Linked DNA regions of Sus scrofa: all the other regions are linked to region 1. The links are chromatin contacts, called in public Hi-C and promoter capture Hi-C maps. All regions are on one chromosome and are shown on one strand. The core of a region is the stretch at or near the end of the contact, and the rest is flanking DNA. Distances in the headings are between cores, read along the strand shown. Region 1 holds the start of IDH3B (isocitrate dehydrogenase 3 (NAD(+)) beta). Region 2 holds the start of LZTS3 (leucine zipper putative tumor suppressor 3). Region 3 holds the start of MRPS26 (28S ribosomal protein S26, mitochondrial).

Region 1 (5,105 bases), core at 1,066-3,565:
CCACTGTTTCCTTTTTGGTCACCAGATTTATGTTGAAACTTTAAAATGACCTAAAAGGACACAGACAATCTTCTTTGGTAAAAAAGAACCTGGCTTTAATAAGCTGAGAAACAATGCTAGGGGATCCATATGTTTCTGTGTCTTACCGATTTGGCATCTTTTCAACTAACACCTACTGAGTATTAACCATGTGTCAGGCACTAGGGAAATCAACCAAAAAACACAACACAAACTTCTGTCCTCAAGGGGCAAACAATGCATTGGGAAAGACAGTTCACATGAAAGACATGATGACAGGCATTTCTCTGCCGCACAGGTTAAAGATCCAGTATTGTCACAGAAGTGGCCTGGGTCACTGCTGTGGGACAGGTTCAATCCCTGTTGCGGGAACTTCCACATGCTGCGAGTGCAGCCAAAAAAAAAAGCAAGCAAGAAGACACGATAAATACCATGGGAGAGGTATTAAAAACATGCATAGGAGCAGAAAGAAGAAATTCTCTCTGGTAACATCAGGAAGTATCACAGAACAGCTGGCACTCCAGCCAGACTTTAGGTTGAGTGAGTGTACTAGGTTGAATAGTGACCCTCAAAATGATGTGTCCGTGTCCTAACCCCCAGAACCTGGATAAGTGACCTTATTGGGAAAACTGTGTCCAGTTAAGGATCTTAAGATGATTATCATACTGGATGAGGGTAGGTCCTAAATCCACTGACAAGTCCTTATACAAGAAAAGAAGGAGGAACAGATACACAAACACATAGTGGAGAAAACCATTTGAAGAGAGAGGCAGAGATTGAAGTGATCCATCTACAAGCCAAGAAACCCCGAGGAATGCCAGCAGCTGCCAGAAGCCACCAGCAGTTGGAAGAGGCAAAGAAGGATTCTCCCCAAGCCTTCAGAGGGAGATCCAACAACACCTTAATCTTGGAATTCTAGCCTCCAGAACTGTGAAAGAATAAATTTCCGTTATTTTAAGCCGACGGGTTTGTGGTCATTTGTTTACAGCAGCCCTAGCAAATGAATACAGTCAGTGAGGAAACGTCTGACAGGTGGCCCCAAAAGGAGAACATTGTGGGCAGAAGGAAGCATAAGTCAAGACAGTACATGTATGTGGAAACGAACATAGTCTGGTGTAACCAAAGCACAGAATAAGTGTTATAGAAATGAAGCCAGGAAAGATCAGTTCATAAAGAACTTACTTTCCTATACCAGGCTGGGCCTGGCAAAGTCACGCTGGTCCCAAGAGAAGAGATGTAGAGGATGAACTGTAGAGACAGAACTGAAAGCTAAAAAATCTAATGAGGCAATTACAGTAGGGAAGCAGAAGGAAAATTAAAAGAAAAGAGGCAGTTAGAAAGCCATTCTAGAACCACAGTAACAAGATTTGATGACTCATGATGTAGCCCCATGACGGACTCCAAACCCTTGGAGCCTTCCTGCATAGACAGCAAGAGAGCTACACGACTTCTCAACTCCTGGGTTCCCAAATGAAAGGAGCAAATGGCCACTAATCAGTGGGAGCTGGAAGACAATGGATTAGTGAGTGCTGAGGGAAATTTAACGAACATTTATTTGTTTGATTTTAAATAACACGTGGGCAAGGTAGCAAGGGAGCAAACATACCAATTATGGCCACTTTGTTCTCCTTCATCGAACTCAGCACCTGCTCCAGCTTCTCCTCGGATGCCATATTCTGCACCTCGCTCAGGTGATGTTCCTGGAACTCCACCGGGACAGAGGCCGCCTTCAGGGGCACGTGCCAAAAATGGCAGGGTCAGAATGGAATAAGTCCTTTCCAGCCCAAGCCATGGTCCCTGCTGGCGGATTCCCCCGGGTCATTCACCTTGAAAACCTCCTTGACAGCGTGCATCAGCTCAGGCCCCACGCCGTCTCCTGGCAACATAGTCACGGGAAAGGCGCCTTCCACTCTCACGTCCTCGGCCTGCAAACCGGGTCAGCAGGGCTAAAGCTGGAGCGGAGGCAGCGGTCGTGGCGGGGCGCGGGGACGCTAGGAGAGGAGGGGTCAGGGGCGTGGGTAAGACAGAGCAGGACTTGCGCTTACCTGGCTCCGGGAGGCGGCTTGCGCCACGACCGAGGTACTCAGGCTCCTCCATGCTCCGGGGTTCGCGGCGGCGACCAGCGCCTGCACAGACACACACGCCTTTGAGGTCAGGTCTGGGACCCTCAGAGCGGGAATACTTCAGTGAGCCCGCCACAAACAGGCCACCCTCCCACCCGCCCCGGCGTGTCCCGGTCCTCACTCGGGTCAGCCAGCGGACGCCGCTGAGGGCCGCCATGTTCGCCGTAGGAAGTCGCGGGAAGGTGACGCCGGAATCCAGCGCGGCTCTGCGCCTCTACTTCCGGTCCGGCGTGGGTGCCGGGTGGCTCTCTCTTTTCCTCCAACACAAAGCTCGTGCTTACTTTTCATCCTCCTGCGTTAGGTACTCCTACGCACCCCTTCCCCTGGAGGCTGATGCGGCACAGAACCGCTTTGTTCCTTCCTTTATTTTCGGTCACCCTGTTTATGTTGAAACTTAAAAATAACATTAAAGGAAAATATGAGGTTTCATTTTTATCAAAGGAGGACCTAAGTTAAATAACGAGTTGAAAAACAATACTGAAGAATCTGTCTTAATGTTTTGTGTCTTCACGTTTGTTAATCTTTTAACCAGTTCTCACTGAACAGTCCTGTGTCCGACGCTAAAGGCGTTAATGAACCACATGGTCGGTAGGAGCAGGTGTGTATGTCTGGCTTCAGTATCCTAGCCTACTCAGTTACTTTGTATTAATCAGGTTTGCTGGTTGTTTGTTGCTACCTGGTCTCGTTCTGTTTCGGTGGGGGGTTTGGGGGAGGTTGTTTTTTTTGTTTGCTTGTTTTTTATGGCCGCACCCGCCGCATATACAAGTTCACAGGCTAGGGGTGGAGTGGGAGCCTCGGCTGCCAGCCTACACCTAAGCCACAGCAACGCCAGATACCAGAGGCGTCTGCAACCAACAGCACAGGAGGCAACGCCAGGTCCTTAACCCACTGAGCGAGGCCAAGGATCTAACCCACATCCTCGTAGATACTAGTTGGGTTCTTACCATTGAGCCACAACAGGAAATTCCCTGGTCTTGTTCTTTGATCTGACATTTGTTTCCCTAATAGGGTATCTGGGGCCTGAACGCCCCTAAGCAGGATTATAATTGGAGACTGAAATTACTTCAAGCATGTAAGTATGACTAAAAGGGAATTTCAGAGTGATTTTTAAAATTCCCATCACATGCTGTTGACAAATAACATGCTTAAAACAGATGACACAAGTGGACCAGGGGCACTTGATAAAAATGCAGACTTCTGAGTTCCACCCCAGACTTGCTGAATCCAAATTGCAAGATTGGGGCCCCAGAAAATACATCTGCCTCTCCCAGATGTTACGCACAAATTTAAGAACCATTAATTAGATTCTCTAAGCTTTGTAAACCTCATCCTCTACGCTTTGTAAACCTCATCCATCCAAAAAGTGTAGGGCATTCCCTCAGCCTAAGGGAGAGTATGTGTGGTTCTCATCTTGGGGACCAAAGATAGGCTTTGTGCCTCTTTTTTGCATTCCTTTAAGCAGAGCATTCTCTACAGTTGTGGGGTGAAAAGATTCAAATTAGATAATAAACGTGTAAGAAACTTAAACGTACTGTGTAAATAAAGGCTGTTATCATAGCTAATATAATTCATCAGTGTATAATATTAATGTAATATAGTCCTCCATCTTCAGAATCAAAACCAGAGAGCAGCACCAGCTTGCTGCCATAGACTCCCTAGTCCCAAGTCCCACACTGCTATTGCTGTCCACCAGCGTTTTTCTCTTCCAAATATTCTTCTTTCTAAAGAAAAAAAGTGGAAGATTTAGACTTTTTAAAACCTGTATTTTCTGTTACTTTAGGCAACTTAGGGTGGGAAAGGAAATGTACCATCTTGGTCCCATCTCTGATCATCTAATTTTAATCCCAGAAAATATTAACTTTCATGAGCGCAAGACCAACATTATTTCCATCCCTAAATTCTGCGCAGATCTGAGCCCAGCTTGACCAATAATATCTGCTAATTGATACAACACCATGGGATGTCAGAAGGGTGAAGGGAGCTAATGAAGGGTACCAGTTGATTCAGGCCAAGGAAATGTGACCATCACTGTTGCCACCTAAAGATCGGCACTGGCCATCTGCCTCTACAAGAATTAAATCACAAGCTGCTGCAACCGCTGTCCTTCAACACACTCTGAAAGGAGTTCAGGGTGGAGATTGGGAATGAGGCACTTCATGCTCTACGAAAAGCTAGCAGAACAGGTGGTCTTTAGATAGATATTTTCAGGAGAAGATTTTATGAGCCCAATTCTTGCATCTCCTCTTTTTCAAGAAAAGCGCTAAAATCCTTCCTCGTAACAGCCGCTCCTCATGACTAGCAGTAACCTTCATGAGACTAGCAGCAACCTTCTGCAAAAACATGTGCTTGATTGCGTGGACCAATGCCCCCTCCCTCCCAGTTCACCAAAATCACGTATATACTGACCTTCCTCCCTACCTCTTCAGAGCAGTTTCTCAGAGGCTGCCTCCAGGGCTAGAGTCCTCATTTTGCCCCGAATGAAACTTAACTCACAACTCTCACGTTGTATTTTTTTTTTTTTTTCAGTTGACACCGTCTCAGCCATTGTGTTCTTCCCATGAGTTTGGTGAGCTCTCCTGGACTTTGAGTACTTATGAAAGCGTCTCTCACTGATACTACCTGAGAATAGGGAAGTTCATTCAGGACTCTTGGAAAGTTTCCTTAACCAGACTTTAGGCAGGTTAGGGAGCTTAAACTACCTCGTTCCATCTAATTGTTATGAAGCATGTATGAGTGTTCGTATGAATTCACTGTCAGTTTCCTAAGCCTATAAGTTCTCCAGTACAGGGGTCTTAACCAGAGCTCTGGGTATTTGTGAATGGAAATCAGTACCATGAATTTAGGGAATTTTTTTTTTAATCACATCTTTATTCTCATTACCCTCTAATTGAAATTTAGTGTTTCCTTTCATTATGAAGGTAGAGTGATATTATAGTGCTACCTGTAGTGCCCTTGACTTTGTCA
Region 2 (5,105 bases), core at 957-3,456, 450 kb after region 1:
CTGCGGGAAGAGGTCTTAAAGCACTTGGCTCAGGCTACTCCAAGATTTCATTCTGAGGCATCTCCAGGGCTGGACTGTGGGTGCCCCCGCAGGGAAACAGACAACAGAGTGTTGGGGTCTTTAGGCCCTGGCACTGAGGAGATGCAGAGAATGCATGTGGGAAGGCCAGTTATGAGCAATGCAAAGAGGCAATGAATCCGGACGGGAACATCAGGAAGGGCTTCTGGGAAGGACTGAGGGAGAAAAGGTATCGGGGTCACAGTAGGGCTTTGAGGGTGCAGAGGTCTCCAGAACTTCTTGGTTGGGATGTGTGAAGGGAGATCCATCTTCCCTTGGCGACAAAGGGGGAAGGGATCCATCCCTTAGATCCTGGCTCTGATGAAACCCGTGCTTCAGGACTGAGGGGGCTGACAGCGCCCCCACACACACCCCGAGGACACACGCGCGCACACACGAGCCTCCTGCACGGGGGGTGGTGTGGGGGGGTGCACGCCATTCACCAGCAGCCCGCGGCCCGCAGAGCCAACAGAGACCAGGGCCCCAGGCCATCCCGAGGAGGTGCCCGGGGAAGGGTCTCTGCAGTGGTTGAAATCCCTCCGGCACCTCCCGGTGCTCCCCACCAACGCGTGTGGCCCGGGGGGCGGGGCGCAGAGGGAAGAGGTGACATAATCCGGGCCGCACCCCCTCCGGCCGCCACCATCCCCCAGGCCCTGCGAAGCATCCATGACATCATCGGCCTCATCTCCACTCCCCTCACCCCGGGGACCCCCAGCAGTGGGACGCACCCCCTCCCCAGCTCCAGGTCTGACTCAACGAGCCTCGCGGTGCAGCGGGCACAGCGACAGGTCGGAGCTGCAAGGAGCGCCGCGGAGGGCCTGCCTCACTTACTCGCTGCCTCAGGGTCCGGTGCGGGGTCTTCAGCACGGGCGCCACCGGCCCCGCTCGCTGGCGCAGCCAGAAGCCCGCCCGGCGGGGCGCGAGGCGCGGGCCCGGCTCGGCTCCGCGCCCCTCCCGCTCCCCGCCCGGGCCCCGCCCACCCGTGGCTGCGGCAAACGCGGGCCCGCCCTCCGGCCACGCCCCCCGAGCCCGCCAATCCCCGGTCTGAGGCGGGGCGAAATGCCTTAACCCCTTCGTCGCTGCATACCGGTCCGCGTATGGGACCCTCTATTTCACCCACCCTAGGGCTCCGCGAATCTGCACCGAGACTCCCTGCTGATACCTTATTGACCCCCAAGGCCCTTGGACTCAGCCCCCAGTCTCTCCTCTTCAACAAATCCAGTAGGACAGCGCCTTCCCTGAACCTCACTTCTTTGGCGACAAGGAGAAACCCTCTGGCTTGGGAAAGGGACTCTAGACGCCAAGCCCCGAGCTCCAGTTCGCCCCCGCTCCTGCTCTTCCGGGCGCGGCCTCCCAGCGGACGCCGTAAGACCCTGCAAATCTGCAAGGTGGGGGCGGGGCGAGCCGTGGCGCGTGGAACCAACACGGCGCAAGGAATATCCGCTCCGGCGCCGGGACAAGCAGGTTTGAGGGGAAAAGAAGGCTTCGATGGTCCGTGACTGCGTCCGTCCCCAATTGGAGCCGGCTTGAAACTTGCTTCTCGCCAAGGATCACAGTCCGGAGGAAAAGGCGGGGGACGGGGAAAAAGATATAACATTACAATCGAGCAGAGAGTTTGAGTGCTTCACCCAGTGGCCGGAACCTGGCACGATGCCCGGCCCCTCGCAGTGAAAGGGAGTTGGGGGGATGCTCCAATACGGAGCACCGGCTTCGCTTGCCGGGAATGAGAGAGGACTGCTCATTCCCCCCCAGGTGGCCTGGGAGTACTGCCGGGAGGAAGAAATCTGTCTGGAACTGAAGCCTTAGCCTTGACTAGGGCAGGCAAGCAAGCCACGCCTAGGGTTCAGCATTAAGAAAAGCCTGGAGGCACTAAGGGTCTGTCTGAAAAACTGCAGCGTCTCCACTTGGGCTGGTATTTAACCCATTGTAGCTTTACTGTTACAGATTTATTCGTTTTGTCATTAGTCATCTCATTTTATAGTTTTAATTTGCGGCTATTGCCTGTGTTTTGAATTTTTCTATATTTGCTTTTATCTCCCATAGTGACTTGCAAGGCAGAAAATCTGTTTTTAATTCTCCTGGTTGTTGCCTTATAGTTTATCAAATAAAAATGCGGTTTATATTTGACAAATTATTAAAGTCAATAAGTCATTCATTTTTATGTTCCTCCTTATATAATGAGTAATTTAATATACCTATACCTTTCCATCTCTTGGCCTGATATCCTCACACTTTTTTTTCTTAGGGCCGAACTTGCAGCATATGGAGGTTCCCAGGCTAGGGTAGACCCGGAGCTCCAGCTGCTGGCATACGCTACAGCCACACCAGATCCAAGCATCGACTGTGACCTACACCCAGCTCATGGCAATGCTGTATCCCTAACCCACTGAGCAAGGCCAGGGATTGAACCCACATCTTTGTGGATACTAGTCTAATTCTTAACCCACTGAACCACAGTGAGAACTCCTCACTTGACTGATTTTTAAGGAGAACTCCAGGATGTTATGTTTTTCTAAGTCTTTGCTCTAGATGAGAATTTTGTAATGGCTTTACACATTTGTGTGTCTACACACAAATGGTGGCTTCACTGTTAATAGAATTCTTCAATCTCAGACTTTTCCTCTCAAGATTCTCTTATCCTTATCTCATTGTCTTTTGGCTCTTAAGATGGTAGCAAGTACACCTGAAACTAATAGAATGTTATCTGTCAATTATAGCTCACCCAACACCCCCAGGAAAGGTAGCAAAGCTGGGCTGGCCTCTGTTCGACAAGTAGTTCACCTGATGCTTGTTGGGATTTTTCTTTTTTTTTTTTTTTTTTGGTCTTTTTGCCTTTTCTAGGGCCGCTCCTACGGCATATGGAGGTTCCCAGGTCAGGGGTCTAATCGGAGCTGCCGGCCTACGCCAGAGCCACAGCAACTCGGGATCTGAGCCACGTCTGCAACCTACACCACAGCTCATGGCAACACCAGATCCTTAACCCACTGAGCAAGACCAGGGATCGAACCCGCAACCTCATGGTTCCTAGTTGGATTCGTTAACCACTGAGCCACAATGGGAACTCCCTTGGCATTTTTCTTTACGTTCAAAAGTCAAACATTGCCAGTATAAGTTTCAGTATAGACATTTTTCTATTACTTATCCAGAAATAAAAAAGGTATTATTTTCAGCTGAGATGTTTTCTATTTTCCTGTCCATTCTGTTGACAGATTGTTTGGATTTTTTTCCTCCCCTAAAATATTATTACATTGGATCATCACTGTCAATTAAATCTCTTTGTCCCTTTTCTCTGCATTCTGAAAGAGTATCTCAATTTTTTTTCCCCCTTGGCCACAAATACAGCTGGCATGTGGATGTTCCCCAGCCAGGGATGGGATCTAGCCACAGTTTCAGCCTGTCCCATAGCTGTGGCAATGCCGGATCCTTAAAATGATGTGCCAAACAGGAATTTCCAATTTTTTTTCTTTTTTGGTCTTTTTGTATTTTTAGGGCTGCACCCACGGCATGTGGAGGTTCCCAAGCTAGGGGTCTAATCAGAGCTACAGCTGCTCGCCTACACCACAGCCACAGCCATGCCAGATCTGAACCACATATACACCACAGCTCACAGCAACGCCGGATCCTTAACCCACTGAGCAAGGCCAAGGATTGAACCCACAACCTCATGGTTTCTAGTCGGATCCGTTTCTGCTGCGCCACAACAGGAACTCTAACCAATTTTTTTTTTTCACCATTACGGACCTAGTTTTCTTCAGAGTAAAGGATACTGTCTTCTCTAATAAGCTATTTGTTTATTTTCCTTTCGATTTAGCCGTTTTCCACCCCAATTTTGCCTTTGGTTTGTTTTTTTTGGTTTTTTGTTTTGTTTTGTTTTTTGCTTTTTAGGGCTGCACCTACGGCATATGGAAGTTCCAAGGCTAGGGGTCAAATCGGAGCTACAGCTGCCAGCCTACACCACAGCTCACGGCAACGCCGGATCCTTAACCCACTGAGCGAGACCAGGGATCAAACCCGAAACCTCATGGTTACTAGTCTGATTCGTTTCCACTGTGCCACGATGGGAACTCCCCCAATTTTGTCTTGATCTGAACTTAATCTTTTCATAGTTTTCTGTTCTTATGTTACATCTGTTCTTACATCTTAAGAACACCGGGAGATGTATGCCTTCTGGTTCCCAGGCTCTCCTCTGTCCAGCTTCAGCCAGCCATGACTTCAGTTTGCCCTTGGCTGTGGTTGGTGGCTCATCCCCTGGGGAAGCGGCATGTGCCACCACCTTCTCAGCAGCTGGCCTCGGCTGCTCCCTGGCACCAGTTCTGCTCCACACCAGGGTGTGGACATCCTTTCTCCCACATTCTCTTTGGACTCTGAGCCCAGTCTAGACTGGTTGCGGGCTTCTCTGCTTGAGACTGAGCACTGATTCCTCAGAGGCATAAATAAAGCCCAAGCAGCAGCCCCCTGCCTGGCCTACTACCCACCCTAAAAACAAAAACAAAAACAAAACAGGGAGTTCCCGTCGTGGCGCAGTGGTTAACGAATCCGACTAGGAACCATGAGGTTGCAGGTTCGGTCCCTGCCCTTGCTCAGTGAGTTAAGGATCCGGCGTTGCCGTGAGCTGTGGTGTAGGTTGCAGACGCGGCTCGGATCCCGAGTTGCTGTGGCTCTGGCGTAGGCCGGTGGCTACAGCTCCGATTCAACCCCTAGCCTGGGAACCTCCATATGCCGCGGAAGCGGCCCAAGAGATAGCAACAACAACAACAAAAGACAAAAAGACAAAAAAAAAAAAGAAAAAAGAAAAAAACAATTATCACAATAGATGCCAAAAAGTCATTTAAAAAATCAATAACTGAAAGAACCCTCATAATTAACCAGGAACGGTTGAAATTAAAATTCTTTTTTTTTTTTTTTTGTCTTTTTGCTATTTCTTGGGCCGCTCCCGCGGCATATGGAGGTTCCCAGGCTAGGGGTCTAATGGGAGCCGTAGCCACTGGCCTACACCAGAGCCACAGCAATGCGGGATCTGAGCCGCATCTGCGACCTACACCACAGCT
Region 3 (5,105 bases), core at 1,118-3,617, 320 kb after region 1:
GCAGCTATGCATATGCTGAGATGGGAAGGGGGTTGGTGGTGAGCTGCTCCCCCTCCCCTCTTTGAGACGTCACTGGCGTCCATGGGGGTGGAACTGCTTGATCCATAAAGCCTGGGGCCGACTGGCTGGGTTCCGCTGCAGCCTTGGAGAGCCACCTCAAGGAGCCACTTCATCCACAGCTCTCCCTTGGTGAGTGAAAAGGCTGCCCTCCCCAAGGGCTGGGGTTCCAGGACGGAGTTCCATTCTGGGTGCATGGCACCCTGGTCCTCTTCCCCATCCCTCTACCCCTGACCCATGCCTAGAGAAGCCCCCTGTCCCGCTTCTCTCCCCAACAACGCTATTCCTGTGCCTGCTGCCCTTCCCTAGCGTGAGAGGAGCAAGGGGTAGGAAGCGCTTGCCCCTGTAACCACCACACATGCATTCCACATCCCTAATTGCCATGAAACCCACAGACAAAAGGGGCAAGGGGTCTGTCAATCAGGTCCCCAGCACAGGGTGCCCAAGTACCCCTACATTGCTGCATGTCTCTTGGAGAACTCCCCTGACCAGAGTCTGTTCCCCCTCTCCCTACTTCTCTCTCCTGGAATCCCTGAAGGGAGAAAAGGTGGGCCTGACCTCCTGGGGAGGGCCCTCTGCTGGCAAAGCTGGGAGGAGTCTCTTTCCCAGGAGACCTCGAGGGTCTGGACCCCTGTAGTCTGGGATGAGGAGCAATAGCAGAAGGGAGGACATTAGGAAATGCTAAAGCTGCCCCCGAAGTGCCAGTTGTCCAAAGGGACCTTGGAGGAAGATGAAGGGGGTGTGTATGGGGGTGTCAGACTCCTTGAGCGCTGTCCACTGTCCAGGGGGGCAGCCCTGCCATGGCCAGCTTTGGGCTAGGCCTCCTGCTGCTGCTGCTGCTGCTGACCACACATCCTGGATCCTCAAAGGCTCAGCACTGGTCCCATGGCTGGTACCCTGGAGGAAAGCGAGCCTCCAGCTCATCCCAGGAACCCCAGCATGCTCCTTGGCTCCCAGGTGGGTTGAAGGATCTCAAGTGGGAAGAAGAAGGTGCTGGCTGGGGCTCCTTTGCCTACCTTGAACCTTGGCACACACGCGGGGGGAGGGGGTGCTGAGGGGGTTAGGCTGCAGCCTTCTAAGGAAGGGTTCTGGGCACTGCAGCAGGCAGCCCAGGCCAAATTGCTCATAGCCTCCCAAGCAATGCCCTGGCTCCCCCTGAGGACACTGTACCCTGGGAGGGCAAGACCATGGTCCAGTGGCTTCTCCGTGGGAAGCAGCACCTGGTGCAGAAACTGCTGGTAAGTAGGGCGCAAGGCCCCCAGCACTGGCCAGGGAGGGGTTGGGGATGGAAGGAACAAGATACCACTGAGATATCCCTTGGCCCAGCTATTGGTGCCACGTGCTATTCAGTACCCCCAAATCTAGACAGTTTATGATGAGATAATATGTTAGATTAAAGCAAATGAGTTACTAGTGGAGTAGGAGGTAACTACTAAAAACCTCCATAAATAAGACAGTGGCAGTAATGAGGTTCCCCAGACTTCTTGACAGTCTGGAGAAACCACTGTGTCTCCAGGTGCGCAGGCCGGCAGCCAGTGGAAAGTGAGGGGTGCGACCTTACACTTAGCTGTAGGGCCCTGAAAACCAGCTGGTTACTGATAGCTGCACTAGGAATGACTCAAGAGCTCCCCAAGGCCAATAGCGAAAAACAAGTGTAGGGAGGTGGTTTATTACTGTCTTGCAAATTGTATTTTAAAGTGCCCCTTGGGAGCATCTTAACTAAAGGAGAAAGATAAATTCCTGTAAGGCAGGCAAAACCTTATCCCCAAATATAAGCTGGTAGGAGCTCAGGTTTAAGGTGAGCTACACCTCCACGCCTACGAAGCTGGAGAACCTGCACGCTGTGTCCTCTAGGAGGCAACAGTGCATCCGCAAGAAGTGGGAGTGGGGAACACCCGCCGGCCGGCGGCCGATCCCACGCAGCTGGGCCTAGTCGGGACGGGAAGGAAAGGAGGGCGTGGGCAAGGCCTCAGCTCCGCGGTCAGATGACCAGAGCGTCCAGTGGAATGACCGCCCCTTCCTCCCACAGACCCGACCACGACCGCTGCGCCCCGCTGCCCTCCAATAAAGGTGTGAAGTTTCCTGAGTTTTTGCATCTTCTTTCGTTTGTCCCCTCTCTTCCACCCCTACTGACAGCCATTCCCGCGTGTGGCTGGAGAGACGCGGGCCGGGGACATGGGGCGGGACTGGACCCAGCAGGGAGGACACAGCAGGCGAGAGCAGCCTGAGGTGTCAGCGGGCTCCTGAGGGTGGGGGTAGAGTCGCCGGACTACATGTCCCGTGGTGCTTCGCGCGCCACTTCCCGGCACCCATGAAGCCTTGCGGCTCGCCGGAGGCGGGGAGGCCTCGCCATGCTGCGCGTGCTGGGCGGCCTGGGTGCGCGGCCTGCGGGCCGGCTCCCGGCCCCGCTTCTGCTCCCCACGCGCGGCCGCAAGACCCGCCACGACCCGCCGGCCAAGTCCAAAGCCGGGCGCGTGGCGACTCCGCCCGCGGTGGATCCTACGGAGTTCTTCGTGCTGACCGAGCGTTACCGCCAGTATCGCCAGACGGTGCGCGCGCTCAGGTGTGTGCGACGGAGGGGGCGGCGGCCGTCGTCGCTGTCCGGCGTGTGTGTTGGGGCGGGCGAGCGAGCGGGCGGGCGAAGAGAGTGCCAATTTTGGGCGCGTCTCCGCCCAGGCTGGAGTTCATGTCCGAGGTGCGCAAGAAGCTGCATGAGGCCCGGGCCGGGGTCCAGGCAGAGCGCAAGGCGCAGGAGGACGCGGCTGAGCATCGCGAGCTGATGGCTTGGAACCAGGCGGAGAACCAGCGGTTGCACGAGCTGCGGTGAGTGGGGCGGGGCGGGGCCGCCTGGCCTGTCAGGAGACTCCCCCCCAGCCCCGCTCAGCCTCGGCTTCTCACCCCTCCCAGGCTGGCCAGGCTGCGGCAGGAGGCCCTCGAGCAGGAGCGGCGGCAGGCCGAGGAGGCTGTCCTGCAGGCCCGAGAGGCGCAGGCCTGGGCGCAGCTCAAGGAGCAGGAAGTGCTGCAACTGCAGGTGGGTCCCGTCTCCCGAGGGTGGGGCTGCAGGCCAAGAACTCCGCAGGTTTGGGGGGGGGGGGCCTCTAACTACGTGCAGAGTGGCTTTGAGTCTTGAGAGGGGAGTAGCAGGTGAGGCTTTAGGAGAGAAGCAGGGCAGGGTGAGTGTCTGTCAGACACAGAAACCCGAAGGTGAGAGTTGACATTGCATTGTTCCCTAAGAAGTTTGTTTTTTGCCATAAGGGTAAAAAAGTCACTGAGGGATTAAACGTTCTGGGCTCGGATGTCACATGTGGGACTTAAGAGCAGGGAGACCAGTTAGAAGTAATCCAGTGTGGAGTTCCCGTTGTGGCTCAGTAGTTAATGAACCCAACTAGTATCCATGAGGATGGGTTCGATCCCTGGCCCTGCTCGGTGGGTTAAGGATCCGGGGTTGCCGTGAGATGTGGTGTAGGTCGAAGATGCGGCTCGGATCCAGCATTGCTGTGGCTGTGGTGTAAGCTGGCAGCTACAGCTCCGCTTTGACCCCTAGCCTGGGGACCTCCATATACCTCAGGTGCAGCCCCAAAAAAACAAAAAAGAAATGACCTAGCAGGAATGGATGAGATTTAAATTATAGAGGGAGAAGGTCAGTTTGAGAGAAATTGAGAGACCCAGGCAGCACTGAGGGACTGATTCCACCCAGTGGATTGTCACAGCTGGTGTACCTGGGTTTTGGGCAGTCTCCAAGGCATGGTTATCTAAGAAAGCTGAATGTGGCCAAGCTGCCTGATGTTCTTCACTCGAAAGTCAGTGGGGCATTCAAAGGACCTGGACCAAACACCTTTCCCACAGGGGAGCTGGAGCCCCGCCTTCAGTGGGCTAAAGCCAGCAGGTGTGTGCTGGGAGCTCCCATTCAGCTGTCTTTCTCTCTTCCAATAGGAGGAGGCAAAAACCTTCATCACTCGAGAGAACCTGGAGGCACGGGTGGAAGAAGCATTGGACTCCCCAAAGAGCTACAACTGGGCCATCACCAGAGAGGGGCTGGTTGTCAGGCCCCAGCAAAAGGGCTCATAAGGACCCAATAAGGACAGTGCCCACCCAGGAACCATTGTGTGTTGAGGGGCGGAGGGATTGGAGTGTCGTACCTGATCTGGAATAAAGCAGTTGGTGTTTCTTATGAAGGAGGAGGCTCTACGGATTCCACTGCAGCCCTCACTTTGGGCCTTAACACCCACCAATTGGTTAGAAATTCCCTCACACAGTGCCCTGTTCCATACCCATGTATGATTCTCAGCCAAGCACCAGACCTTAGAAGTTTCCATCTTACAGAGGAGCAGGTTAGGCCATAGTCCCCTTAGGCAGCCAGGTCATCTCCTGAGTATCATCAAGGACAGTGGTTGGCAAACTGCAGTCCATGGGCCAAATCTGGCCCATTACTTCTTTTTGTAAATAAAGTTTATTGGCACAGAGCTACACTTAGTCATTGACTGTTTTCACACTACAATGGCAGCGATGAGTAGTTATAGCAGAGATCATGTGACTTGCAAAGTCTAAAATACTGTTATATGACTTCTTAGAGAAGTTTGCTGACACCTTGATCTAGGGCTCTCAGGCTTCAACTGGGAGCAGGTAACAGGCACAAAGTAACCATTGGCCGAAGTGCTGTTTCTGCTTGACCCTGGGTTTTACGGGCCAAGGTCTTATGTGCCCAGGACACACAGGCAAGAAGATCCCATTTTTCTGGTGGTCTCTCCACCTTTGACTTCAGTGACTGCATTTACCCTGGCAGTGCCGTTTTAGACCACACACCAGCCTGGTGATGGCAGGGTCTTGGTTCACCTTGATAAGGTCAGTGTGACTTAAGCACTTGGAGCAAACTCTATGGATACTAGAAGTACTTGTGATTAAAGCTCAGCTCCATGGCCCTGATTCAGATGCAGGCCCTCAAGGAACATCTAGGATCAGGAAGAGAAATGTTTCTCTGAGCCAGAGCTTAATGTCTCTTTGCCATCATTCACTGGAACTTGGCCAGATAACACCAGAGGGAAAAACAA

What was found. Promoter capture Hi-C pulls out the DNA fragments that hold promoters and counts their contacts. A called contact is a pair of places that touch in the nucleus more often than the background predicts.
Region 2: a Hi-C map of subcutaneous adipose tissue shows a contact between it and region 1, with 1.8 times the contacts expected there. The contact joins the promoter of LZTS3 here to the promoter of IDH3B in region 1. A contact is called at or near these places in 1 of 5 promoter capture datasets (liver), 4 of 47 Hi-C or Micro-C datasets (embryonic fibroblasts, heart right ventricle, skeletal muscle and 1 more) and 1 of 2 datasets of contacts at active chromatin or transcription factors (alveolar macrophages).
Region 3: a contact with region 1 is called in a promoter capture Hi-C map of liver, with 11 times the contacts expected there. The contact joins the promoter of MRPS26 here to the promoter of IDH3B in region 1. A contact is called at or near these places in 2 of 5 promoter capture datasets (both in liver) and 2 of 2 datasets of contacts at active chromatin or transcription factors (alveolar macrophages and skeletal muscle).

Annotation. Positions count from the first base shown.
Region 1 is chr17:32,952,327-32,957,431 of Sscrofa11.1, reverse strand. It overlaps IDH3B (isocitrate dehydrogenase 3 (NAD(+)) beta), which reads right to left and starts at 2,315. Exons shown (of 12, transcript NM_001044575.2): 1 at 2,263-2,315; 2 at 2,064-2,144; 3 at 1,845-1,943; 4 at 1,625-1,745. The coding sequence starts at 2,298. LOC102158952 (a long non-coding RNA gene) reads left to right here and starts at 2,357. Exons shown (of 4, transcript XR_002339868.1): 1 at 2,357-2,442; 2 at 2,674-2,739; 3 at 3,150-3,213; 4 at 4,668-5,105.
Region 2 is chr17:32,504,613-32,509,717 of Sscrofa11.1, reverse strand. It overlaps LZTS3 (leucine zipper putative tumor suppressor 3), which reads right to left and starts at 2,206. Exons shown (of 4, transcript XM_021078357.1): 1 at 889-2,206.
Region 3 is chr17:32,628,696-32,633,800 of Sscrofa11.1, reverse strand. It overlaps MRPS26 (28S ribosomal protein S26, mitochondrial), which reads left to right and starts at 2,367. Exons shown (of 4, transcript XM_001924808.5): 1 at 2,367-2,620; 2 at 2,734-2,880; 3 at 2,965-3,088; 4 at 3,991-4,520. The coding sequence starts at 2,409. The coding sequence ends at 4,125. It overlaps GNRH2 (progonadoliberin-2), which reads left to right. Exons shown (of 3, transcript XM_005672785.3): 1 at 1-1,014; 2 at 1,159-1,295; 3 at 2,087-2,373. The coding sequence starts at 858. The coding sequence ends at 2,125.